Linked DNA regions of Rattus norvegicus: region 1 is linked to region 2. The links are chromatin contacts, called in public Hi-C maps. All regions are on one chromosome and are shown on one strand. The core of a region is the stretch at or near the end of the contact, and the rest is flanking DNA. Distances in the headings are between cores, read along the strand shown. Region 1 holds the start of Sema5b (semaphorin 5B). Region 2 overlaps Sema5b (semaphorin 5B).

What was found. A called contact is a pair of places that touch in the nucleus more often than the background predicts.
Region 1: a contact with region 2 is called in a Hi-C map of psoas muscle, with 4 times the contacts expected there. The contact joins the promoter of Sema5b here to the enhancer-like site in region 2. A contact is called at or near these places in 10 of 12 Hi-C or Micro-C datasets (the A7r5 cell line, Schwann cells, frontal cortex and 5 more) and 1 of 1 datasets of contacts at active chromatin or transcription factors (oligodendrocytes).

What each region holds. Positions count from the first base shown.
Region 1 is chr11:78,727,358-78,732,756 of GRCr8, forward strand. It overlaps Sema5b (semaphorin 5B), which reads right to left and starts at 3,232. Exons shown (of 22, transcript NM_001415135.1): 1 at 2,921-3,232.
Region 2 is chr11:78,639,899-78,645,214 of GRCr8, forward strand. It overlaps Sema5b (semaphorin 5B), which reads right to left. Exons shown (of 22, transcript NM_001415135.1): 3 at 4,310-4,409. Among named protein-coding and RNA genes, the nearest start is that of Sema5b, 88 kb to the right of the region's middle. Within about 2 kb of position 1,568, at least 12 of the 93 cell types and tissues checked have an H3K27ac peak or open chromatin away from gene starts, as enhancers often do.

The sequences.
Region 1 (5,399 bases), core at 1,982-4,481, 89 kb after region 2:
TCCAGAGCGGACATACTCATGTCTTAGAATCCTATTTTTTTTTTTAGCCTGTAGATAATATTCAGTCAGATAACTAAAAGCCATAAGTTTGATTTGTTTGGACCATTTCATCAACACCCGATTGTCTTTAGATCCATCCGTTCTAATTGCCTCCCCATCAGCACTTTGATGCCTGCTTTTCTTTCTGCAGAGTCTAAGTTTGTGGTCTTCCCACCACTAACAGTCTCCAAGCCCTCTATCATCTCAAACCTTAAGAAGAACTTGTAATCCCAATACCCAGAAGGCAAGAGGAGTATCCAGTCTGTGGACGGCCTAGGTTATTGAATGAGTCCTTGTCTCAAAGGGTCAGGGGAGGGAATGCTGGAGAGACAGTTCAGTGGGTAAGGGCACTTGTTGCTCTTGCAGAGAACCTGGATTCACACTCACAGTGGCTCTCAACCTTCCACAGTCTTAGTTCTCAGGGATCCAACAGGCACACACATGGTGCACACACACACACACGAACACACAAAGGCAAAACATTAATATGAATAAAGTAAATAAATCAAAAACAACAACAAAACCCCCAAAACTTTAAGCCTATTCAAATAAACCAAAGAACCGATGGGATGAAGAGCTTCCAAGTCAGGATTCATCCAATCCCAAATTAAAGGAGTAATCAGAGCACTTCTCCGTCTCCCTACTTTTCTAGTCTGGCCCTGGACATAAGGAAGTCTCCCTCTCAGACCCTTAGCCTGTAGGATCCTCTTTGTAAACAGGCAGCTGGTGAGGAAGGACTCCAGTCCTGTTTCCTCAGAGTCACCAAGCCCATCTTCTCTTAGGTAAGTCTAAGTTCATCGCTGGACACCAAGCCTCTCTGGGCAGGCATTCTGCCCCGAACCTTGGCATGTTTTTCAACAGCATCTGGTACTGATGGTTGCATCGTGGTGATTTAGACATGCTTGAGGTTCACACTGATGGAGATGTAGGGACGGGAGATCCGCCGTTCCTTCCTAAACTGTGGTGATAGCTGGTGATAGGGAGAAAGGACTGACGGAAGGACACACACACACACACACACACACACACACACACACACACACACCTACCTGGTACACAGACCTTTCGTGATTTGCTACAGTCTAGGTGGCCTTTCCTCCTGGACAGTCCTCACTAAAGCCCAGAAAGCCAGAAGGTTTTTGCTCCTCAGAAGTGATACCACCCCCACCTCCACCTTGTACTCTCGTTTTAACCCTTCTTCCCCCAGCACTGGGAAGAAACTAGATTCGCGACAGGGTGCTTTCTTTCCAAACCTCTTACTGTGCACCCCCCTCCCCCAGCACCAACACCAACACCACACACTCGTACTGGTGAGGTCGTATTCTAAAGCTCGAGTTCTCCTCTGCCCCTTCCTCAAGGTCGTGGACTCCGGAAAGACAAGAAACCACTTGTAAATGCCAAGGGGAAAAGAAGGCAAGGAGGGTGAGGAAGACTGGAAAGGGGTGGGCTAAAAGATTGGGAGTGGGTGGGTAAGGAGGTTGAACAGAGCACCGCAGAATGAGGTCCAAGTCAGTACACGACGGTGGGCAACGGGAGAGCTGAGACGGGTGGAAGGAGATTGAATTTACAAAGGAGTGGAGAAAAGAGATCGGAGTTGGGGCCAGTGAAGACAGGATCTTGTAGGTTCTAGACACAGGCAAACTTCCAATACCCCAGTCCTATTTAGCTGACCGAGAACGCATGGCCCACTAAGGTGGGCTGAGCAGATGCGCTCTGCGGACTCTTTTCTTCTCCAATGATCGAAAGCCAGAAGAGGATCGCAGGCCTGGGGACAAAGTCCCGAGGCCACCGCTCTAGAGCCAAACTCAGCGCCGACTCATGTCTGGCGCAGTGGGGCGAGATGACTCAGAACCAGGCCGGGTTAAGGCATCCAAGAGGGGTGAGATCGGCGCTTCAGGTGGTCGTCTGGTGCTTTAAAGTTTGAGGCCGGCCACAGAGCCCATATCGTTCGACCGATCCTCTCCACCTTCGCTTTTTCTCCTCGGATCATGCTGCTACTTCTGTCTCCACTCCCGCCCGGCTCGGGTCCCGGATCCCCTTTCCCCTTCTCATCCCTCGTTGTGCCCAAGCACACCCCCCACCCCCGCCTGCTCCCTCCTCCTCTCTGGATCTCCCGCACGACGTGAGCGGAAAGTGAATGGGCAGCCCCAATCACAAAGACAAATTACCATGAGAAAAATAAATCAGGAAATCGCCCCTCTAGTCCCGGGTTCCCGCCGCCGCACCCTCTTCTCTGGCTGAGGCGGGAGCGAGGGGCCCGGGGCTGCTCCATCCAGGGCCGTAGAGGACAGTCTGGGCTCCGAAGGGCCCAGATAAGGCTGGAGTACCTTAGGAGGTGGAGGGGGTCTGGGAAGAATCGGCGAGGTCCGGGTTGGTGGCCGCGGCAAGGGGACGTCCCTGCGCGGGAGATTTCACACTCTGGGCCGGCCACGCGTTCCCACGCGCCTCGCCGCCCGCACTCCCTCTCTGCCAGGTTTACCCGCCCGCCCTCTGCTGAGCCTCCATCTCGGCCCAGTCTCCGCGCCCCTGCCCAGCTCTCCCCCAGCCTTTCCCTGGTCGGTCCCCCTCCTCCAGGCCCGAGCTCTGTGTCTCCGCCGCGGCTGCAGCCTAGACGCGCTGATCGCAGCCCAGTGGAGCCAGAAGCCAGGGCGGGCGGGCGGGTATCGGGAACGCAGCAGCACCGGTGGCGCCCCAGTCGAGGTGGCCCCAGACATCACTGAACCCCAGGGGCTCGCTCTCCAGCCCCCTGAAGCCTCCCCAACCTGCCTCCAACTTACCAGCGCCCCCGGACTCCCAACCCTCTACCCATCCGAGTTGCTGAAGTTTGCAACTCGCAGCCCCAGCCGGCGAGGAAAAAAGCTCCGGGAGCTCTCGGACTCACCTCCCGGCAGCACGCGCAGGTGCTGGGCTCCCCGCGGCCCTGGGCTCGGGGCTGTGTGACCACAGGGACGAATCCGAGGGCTGGCGGCCGGTCTGGGAATGGGATGGACGAACAGCAAGGATCCCGGGTATGGGCTCAGCACTCCGTCACAGTCTCCGACTCCTGTCGGGCCCGCTGCGCTCCGGCTGCTCCAACAGCCGCTGGATGCGCGGCCGACCCGCCGGGCTCCGCGGAGCTGGGCTCCAGCATCAACCCCCGCGCTCCAACTAGCTCCAGACCCCGCGCGCCGGAGCGAGCCGGGAGGAGGAGAGTGAGGGAGCAGGAGGTGGGGAGACGTGGGGGAGGAGTTGGGAGCCAGAGGAGAGAAGGAGGGGAGCGGGAGAGAAAAGGAGGAGGGGGATGGAGAGGACCTGCGACTGCTGGCGCTTCACCCGCCAGCCCGGAGGAGCGCCGGAGAGCGCGAGGGGGCGCCCTGCATCCCCATTTCGCCCCCTAGCAGGACTCTGGCCCCTAGCCTGCGAGCTCTGGGGATGGGTGGACAGAAGCTGCCTCTGTCCTACGTCTCTAGCCTTTGCCATCGTTTGCCAGGTCCTACCTTACCGTGCTCTGCCACCCCTATCTCAAACCAACTCCAACTTGGAGCCTAAGCTCCCCCATCCCAACACCCCCCCCAGAGTCCCCCAAACCCCAGCCCTTTTAGCCAGGGAGAAACATTTTTCTGCCTGTGGATTTGAAATGTGAATGAGTAAAGGACCGCGTACCAAACCCGGGAGATTGTCATAAACTCCAGCAATAGCGAGATGCTAAGCTGCTGAGCTGAACCGAAAAGCTAGAGCTGACCGGTTGCTAGTTAGCCTCACACGCCACAAGACCTTGGGTGAACCTCTCCAAGTCTTAGTTTCCTCCGCTGAAGGCTGGCGTTGGTGATGTGCACCCTACCGAACCTGGTATGAAGAACCAGTAGGGGATGCAGGGAGTGAGTTAATGACTTCGGGCACACTGGGAGGGTATCCAAAGGATGCTCGATCCTAGAGAGGCAGAGTAATCTCCGCAGCAGAGGGACCCTTAGCGCAGCCACGCCAAGTAAGGCGGGATTGTTTCCAAGTTTAAGTGATCTAGTGTTTCTGGTGGCTCGAAGTCGGCAGAGAAAGTCGTGGAGCGCAAGCTTCAAATGCTAGGTGTCAGGGCTACTAGCACCGATGGGAAGGGAGCCCTCTGCTGAACAAAAGGGGTACTTTAATGATAAAATAAGATGAGCTAAGGAAGTGAAGGAGTGGGAAAGACAAAGGACCCGAACAATTTAAACAAGAGAAGTGTGCTTCTAAGAGAGATCCAGAAAGCACCGCCAAACAATCCTTTGGTAGAATGAAAACGTTAGACTTTCTGGAATGCTTTGGAGAATTTGAACAGACTGCAGGTGAAGCAGTTCGCGTGACAAAATGTTAGGTAAAGGAAACCTCGGGAAAAGCAGAAGGCTGGCGGCAGTAGGAGTCCGGAGATGCAGGCGGTAGGAGTCAGGATGCACACCCTCCCAGTCCTTCCAGAGTGGTGGAACAGAAAGGGTGTGCTCTAAGAAAGCCCTTTATGGGGTGCCGTGAAATGGGAGGCAGTACCAGACCTCAGAGATGGAGACTTTCCAGGGCAACAGAATGCTGAAGCTTGTCATGTGCTGCATAAAGAAGAACTCACAAAGATAAAACCCATTCTGGGCCCGAAAGGAGCCGCAAAGACCTGGAGGAGAGGAAGCATAGTCCGTGCACAGACACATCTAAGCCAGAGGTCAGCTCTGAAGAAGCAGTGCGAGCCGCACAGACCAAGAGGCCTGGAGAGTAGAAGCCAGTTTCCAGAATCTCTGGACCCCTTCCCAAGCTGGATGCATTGCCCCAACCCTCCCCCCACACTCCCAATCCCTAGAGGACTGATTTTGCCATTGCAAAGGTACAAGTATTTGGAATATAGAACATCTCTTTTTCGAAGATTTTTTTTTTTTTTGGTTCTTTTTTTTCCGGAGCTGGGGACCGAACCCAGGGCCTTGCGCTTCCTAGGTAAGCGCTCTACCACTGAGCTAAATCCCCAGCCCCTCTTTTTCGAAGATTTATTTTGCATTCTACATGTTGGTTTGTGTGTCTGTGTGTGTATGTTATGTGTGTTCCGGCGCCCACGGAGACAAGAAGACGTTGAATCCCCTGGATCTGCAGTTGTTGAGTTACCTGATGTGGATGCTGGGAACCACACTGAGGTCCTCTGCAAGAACAGCAAGGGCTTTTAACTGCTGAGCCATCTCTCCAAACCCTAGAAACACCTTTGATTAAGACAAAAGCATGGTATTCCATAAACTGCACGGAATAAGGAGAGGCTGTTTGGCTGGCTGGGAGAGGAGGCAAATGCCTTCTGGATGATTCTGTGTGTCTCTTGAAAAGCACTTGAAGCCTCCGTCCTTCACACATCTTCCCACCGCCTTCCCCTTCCCACTGTTTGC
Region 2 (5,316 bases), core at 318-2,817:
GATGCAAGAAAACCAGAAGGTCAAACTAGCTTATCAAGAAGGTCTCACCTTCCCTAACTGCTCACTGCTGCAAAGTCCCATTGGACACCACCGAGGTCGCCACTAGCAGGACTGTGGAAGTGTGTGCAGACCACTCTCACACAGAGGCTCATATTCGGACTATATCCATTTTACAGTCCAAATATGAGGACTGTACAGGAGGCAGACTGTGTAATGGCCCAAGTCTCAGACCCAGTAAGTCAGAGACGGGGTTAACCTGCAGACTTCACGCTGTATCTGCTCCTGACTGACCCAGCAAGCGCAGGAAGGAACTACCAGAACCCGCTGTTAAATAAAAGTAACAGGATGCCACTGTTTTGGACTAAGTTCTGATCATGGGCCCCCAATGGAGCAGACTGCAGAATCAAAATGGAGTCACCTATGCTCACGGCAAATGCTTAAAATTAAAGCAAAATTGACCTTCAGAGACACATTCCGTGTCTCGGCTGCCATGGCAGTGAGGCACTCTCTGCTCGAGTCTTACGCAATGAAAGTGGTGTGAGGTCTCTACGGCTATTCTTGTATTTTCTATCTCCCTGTGTTCACTTCACAGGGAAGGCGACTTTGAAGTGGCCGGTCTGCTCTGTGTCATTTCCACTATCAACCCCTTCCCTTCTCTGTCTATAAAGCCAACCTCTTTGGCTAAGTCCAACCAGATTCCAGAACCAAGAAGAAGTCAGCGTAACATCTGCACACTGAACGGCTTCGTTTAGCTTGCGAGCTCACCTTTCCTAAGCATGGGGCTTGTTTCTGTCCAACTGAAAGTGCAAGGCCTCTTGCAGGGACGAAGACAAGACAGGCCTCCCACATGGGACCTGGGGTCCTGTGTGCAGCTTCGTCTCTACCCGGTTACTCTAAATTTGCCTTTTCCACAGCCTCCCCCTGGACCACTGCCTCCCAGAACAGCCAGCACAGTGCTCCCAGCCTCTACAGAACTCTCATGTAACAGCGGATGGCTCACAAGCCTTAATTGTGATGATTGATGATGACGATGATGATGACGACACCATCAGACACTCATCGAGAATTCAGCATTACCACTAAACCTATTGTGCTTAAAACTCTGCAGCCAGATGGCCAGGACTTAGAACACGGGGGTGGCAGACCCACTTGGTCAGAGGGTAGCAGGACAGAGTTCAGGTTGAGAGAACAGACTGTGGCTTAGAGAGATAGGGCTCCCAGCTCCGCCGTCTGCTGGGGCCTAGTGGGCCTCAGTGTCTATGTCTGTAAAATGGAAAACACGACCGTGCCTGGCTTATTCACAGTCCCCCGGAGACATATTTGAAGGCTTTACTAATGGCAAGTGGATGTAGCTCAGATTTTCCAAAAGAATTCTCTTTGTTTTTTTCTGTCTGCCTTTGGCCATCCCTCTTCAGGTTCCTGGACTTTTTAGGAATAATTAATCTAGGAAGTTCTGGCCACCTCAGCTGTGCTGAGAAGAAACGAGGAGAGATCGGGCCAGAAAGGGAAGGAGGGGGCCTGCTGAAGGAAGCCAGGGGTGGGAACCGGACACTTTAAGCTGGGAGATTCCTCTCCATGATTTGGCTGCTAGCCCAGGAGAAGCTGACTGCAGCTTCTCCTCTGGCCTAGGGCGGGGTGGCCTTGCCCATGACCTTGGCTGTAAGCCTCCACCGCCCCTCCCCAGACCCCTCTCTAGGTCCTTGGCAGAGCTTCCTGGCCTCCATGCTCCTGGCCCAGGGACAGATGGGCTCCAGCTTGTGGCTCTGCTCCAGCTGTGCGCTCAGGTAACACAGGCATCTGCTCACAGCTTTAACAAATTAAGGGAAGCAACACATCGCCCGATTCATTTTTATCCCATCGAAAACCATTCACCACAGCGTCTCCGTCGGCTCTCAGAGGAGCTGGGAGATGAGAGTGGGAAATCTCAGCATCCCGCCCAGCTCCCGGTCCCATAGGAGATAAGGCAGGCTATAAATGGATAAAAACATTTCCCAGCCCGAATTCCAGAGGTCCACGGGTGTCGGGGAGAGAGGGAGAGAAAAACCCAGACAGAGGAGAAAGAAAAGCGCTTGGAAAAAACAAGGGCAGGCTGTCAGAAAAGGCCCAGGATTCAGGACATAGGCTCTGGGGACAGAAGGAACCAATCCAGGAGGGAATGCTTTCTTCTCCGTGTGAAGGCAGAGCTAGGCTCAAAGATCCACGAGAAGCTGCAGAAAGAAGGCATAACCACCTTTTGCGTGGGACCTGAGGTGGATCTGGTGAGGCAGTGTGACCGAAGGCAGGTGACCATCTCTCTGCTGCTGCTTCACCACCTACGGTATGGGAGCGATCAGGATCTGCCTCCAGGGCTGACAGTGAGGCCTGGATCGTTTCCTGCATACACGGCTTACTATATATGTCTGTTGTGTGATGCACAACATGTTATCCGACTTATTACACCGATGCCACACAAAATAATGCATGTGGCGGGCATGTTTTCTCGAATTTCAGAACATAGTCTTGGGAAGCTACTCTTTGGGTATAAAAGGTATATATTATGTATGTTTCTGGGTTTGTTTGGTTTTAGTGTTTATTACACTTTAATTTAGAGTGTATGTGTGTGTGTGTGTGAGAGAGAGAGAGAGAAAGAGAGAGAGAATGAGTATGTATGTATGTATGCATGCATGCATACGTGTATGTATGTATGCATGTATGTATGTATGCATGCATGCATGTATGTATATGTGAACACATGAGTGCCATGGCAAGAATGTAGCTCCTGGGGTTTGAACCCAGTCAGGTTTGGCAGCAAGCTCCTTTATTTGCTGAGCCATCTCACCTGCCCTATTCGTTTGCTTTGCTTTTTCAATTCTTTTGAAGAGAAGTCCTCACTATGTAGCTTGGGCTAGTCTTGAACTCTAGGTGATCCTTCTGCCTCAGCTTCCCTAACGCTAAGGTTACAGATATGAGTGAACACACTCAGCCCAAAGTGCTGGCTGGTAAAACCTCAGCCAGGAGGAACGATGTCGTGAATATCAGTTTCTAGATTACATCACTGCGCTGTGGTTATGTGTGATGATGTTGCCACTAGCAGGACCCAGGAGCAGGGTATATAGGATCTCTCTGTATTCTTCTCTCAGCTGTGTGTGAGTAAGGAGCCTTCTCAACATACAAAGCAAAACAAGTGTTCGCTTGGGTTTACTGGAAAAGAAAGCCCGAAGTCGATCGCCTCTCAGGGAATGCAGGGGGAGCACCTAGAGACGCCTGCTTGTGAGGGCATGGCCTTTGCTCTCACTGAGTATTCCTTTGTAACTAGCATGTCGCCACACTCAATACTGCTATAAAATGATTACTTCATTCAGAGCAATTTTAAATGCTTTCTGCCCTAGCATCCCAGGGAGATGCCATAGAAAACAGACTCCAGGTTTATCCAGCTCAACTGCCTGCAGACCAGAGCTTGTGGGTGACTCACCTCTGTCTCATACACCAACAAAAGGGGGAGAACCAGAGGGCAGGAATGACCAGCGACACAGTGCCGATCCAGATCCTCACATGTCCAGTGTCCTAACGCAGACCACTGGGGTCAGGAGGCCCAAGTTCTAGTCCCAAGCTTGCATCTTCTTGCTGTGTGTGTTGGTCAGACTGTTTTCAAGCTTGGGCACCAGTCACGGGAGGCCTTGTTGAAGCAAGGTTAGGCCCGTTCCTAGAGTTTCTTAGCCAAGTGGGGCAAGCATCCCTTTTTAGCATGTTCTCAGGAGCTCCAGGGGATGCTGGCCCAGGGACCCCCTGCCTCATCTCTAAGCTTGCTTCCAAAGCTGGCAATGATGTATTCATGATAGCTCCTCCCACTCCACCTGGAAGTCTAGAAGATGAGGCCTCCCCAGAAAGGTTAGCTTCCAAACCCTGATCTCGACAGTGGGGTCAAAGGTGGGCAGGCTACAGAAAATGAGGCCCTTTATAAAACAAACACATGGCCTATTGCAGCACCCTTGGTGCAGGCAGGCAGCTGGCCAGCAGGGGGCGCCTGGGCATCTCTAACTGGGCCGGTCCTGGCGTCAGGGCAGAGAGGGCAGAAGACGGAAGTAGGCGTCTTCGCTCTTAATACCCTAACAATATTTGACGAATGAATCTAGCTGAGATTGTGTAGTCTCGGGTCATCCCCTTCCCCCGACTCCCACAGTCCCCTACTTGGTGGACAGTCAGTACAGACAGGGCCTGGCACGGAGGACAGGGACTCCGAGGATCTGCGTCTACTCATCACAGCAGTATCCCTTCTGCCCGACTCCAGGTTCCCCCATTCTCTCCCCCTACTCTCTTGTTACCCCATTACCTGGCTCCCACGATGAGCTGGTTCCTGGAGGGATCCAGAGCAAGCTGAGAGAAATCCCGGACTCCAGGGTAGGTGAAGTTAGACACCCACGGCTTCAGATCTGGCGGAGACAGGGAGAGAGACGCTTCTGTTAACTGTTGGACCATGCTTCAGCGGCGTCTCACCAGAGAAGATCACACCAGCTGAGTGTGTGAGTCTATACCTGCAGTATAGAGTTGGAGTCCCCAGAAGACCTGGGTTCCACCAGGCTATCTCTGTGAGCAGCCAGCCTTCTGACCTCAGGGATTGGAGTATTGTTACATTTCGGCCTCTGGGAGAGGACTCTGCCCTGCACGACGGAAAGCCTAGGATGGATCACCCTTGATTCTTTCCTGCAGAGACTCTAAGCAGCCACTTCAGTACACATTGTTTGCTCTCCCTCCAGGCTCCAGGCACCACCAGCTGCTTTCTCCTCAAACTTCACTCTGACCCAAGCCTTGTCCTTTTCTGACTAGACTGGTACTGATAGCCTCCCATCCTAACTGGCTTGTCTCCCACAGCTGTGGGTTTACTTCCCACCAGGCAACTAGAGGGATAGTTTTGGAACTCACGTGCACAGCTATGCTAGTCTCGGGTTGAGATCCCTTCCCAGCAACACCCAACATGCCTCAACTCCTTTGACCTTTGGGATCTGGTCCCACTGACCTCCCCAGCTAACCACCTGGCATTCGTTATTTATTTATTTAATGACGAGTTGAAAATCGTCCAAACTCTTCACCTCAGGCGAACTTATCTAAAACGTTTCATACTCCCTGTGATGGTTTGTATATGCTTGGCCCAGGAAGTGGCACTATTAGGAGGTGTGGTCCTGTTGGAGTAGGTGTGTCACTGTGGGTAAGGGCTATAAGACCCTCATCCTAGCTGCCTGGAAGCCAGTATTCTCCTAGCAGCCTTCAGATGAAGATGTAGAACTCTTAGCTCCTCTTGCACCATGCCTGCCTGGATCCTGCCAGGCTCCCGCCTTGACG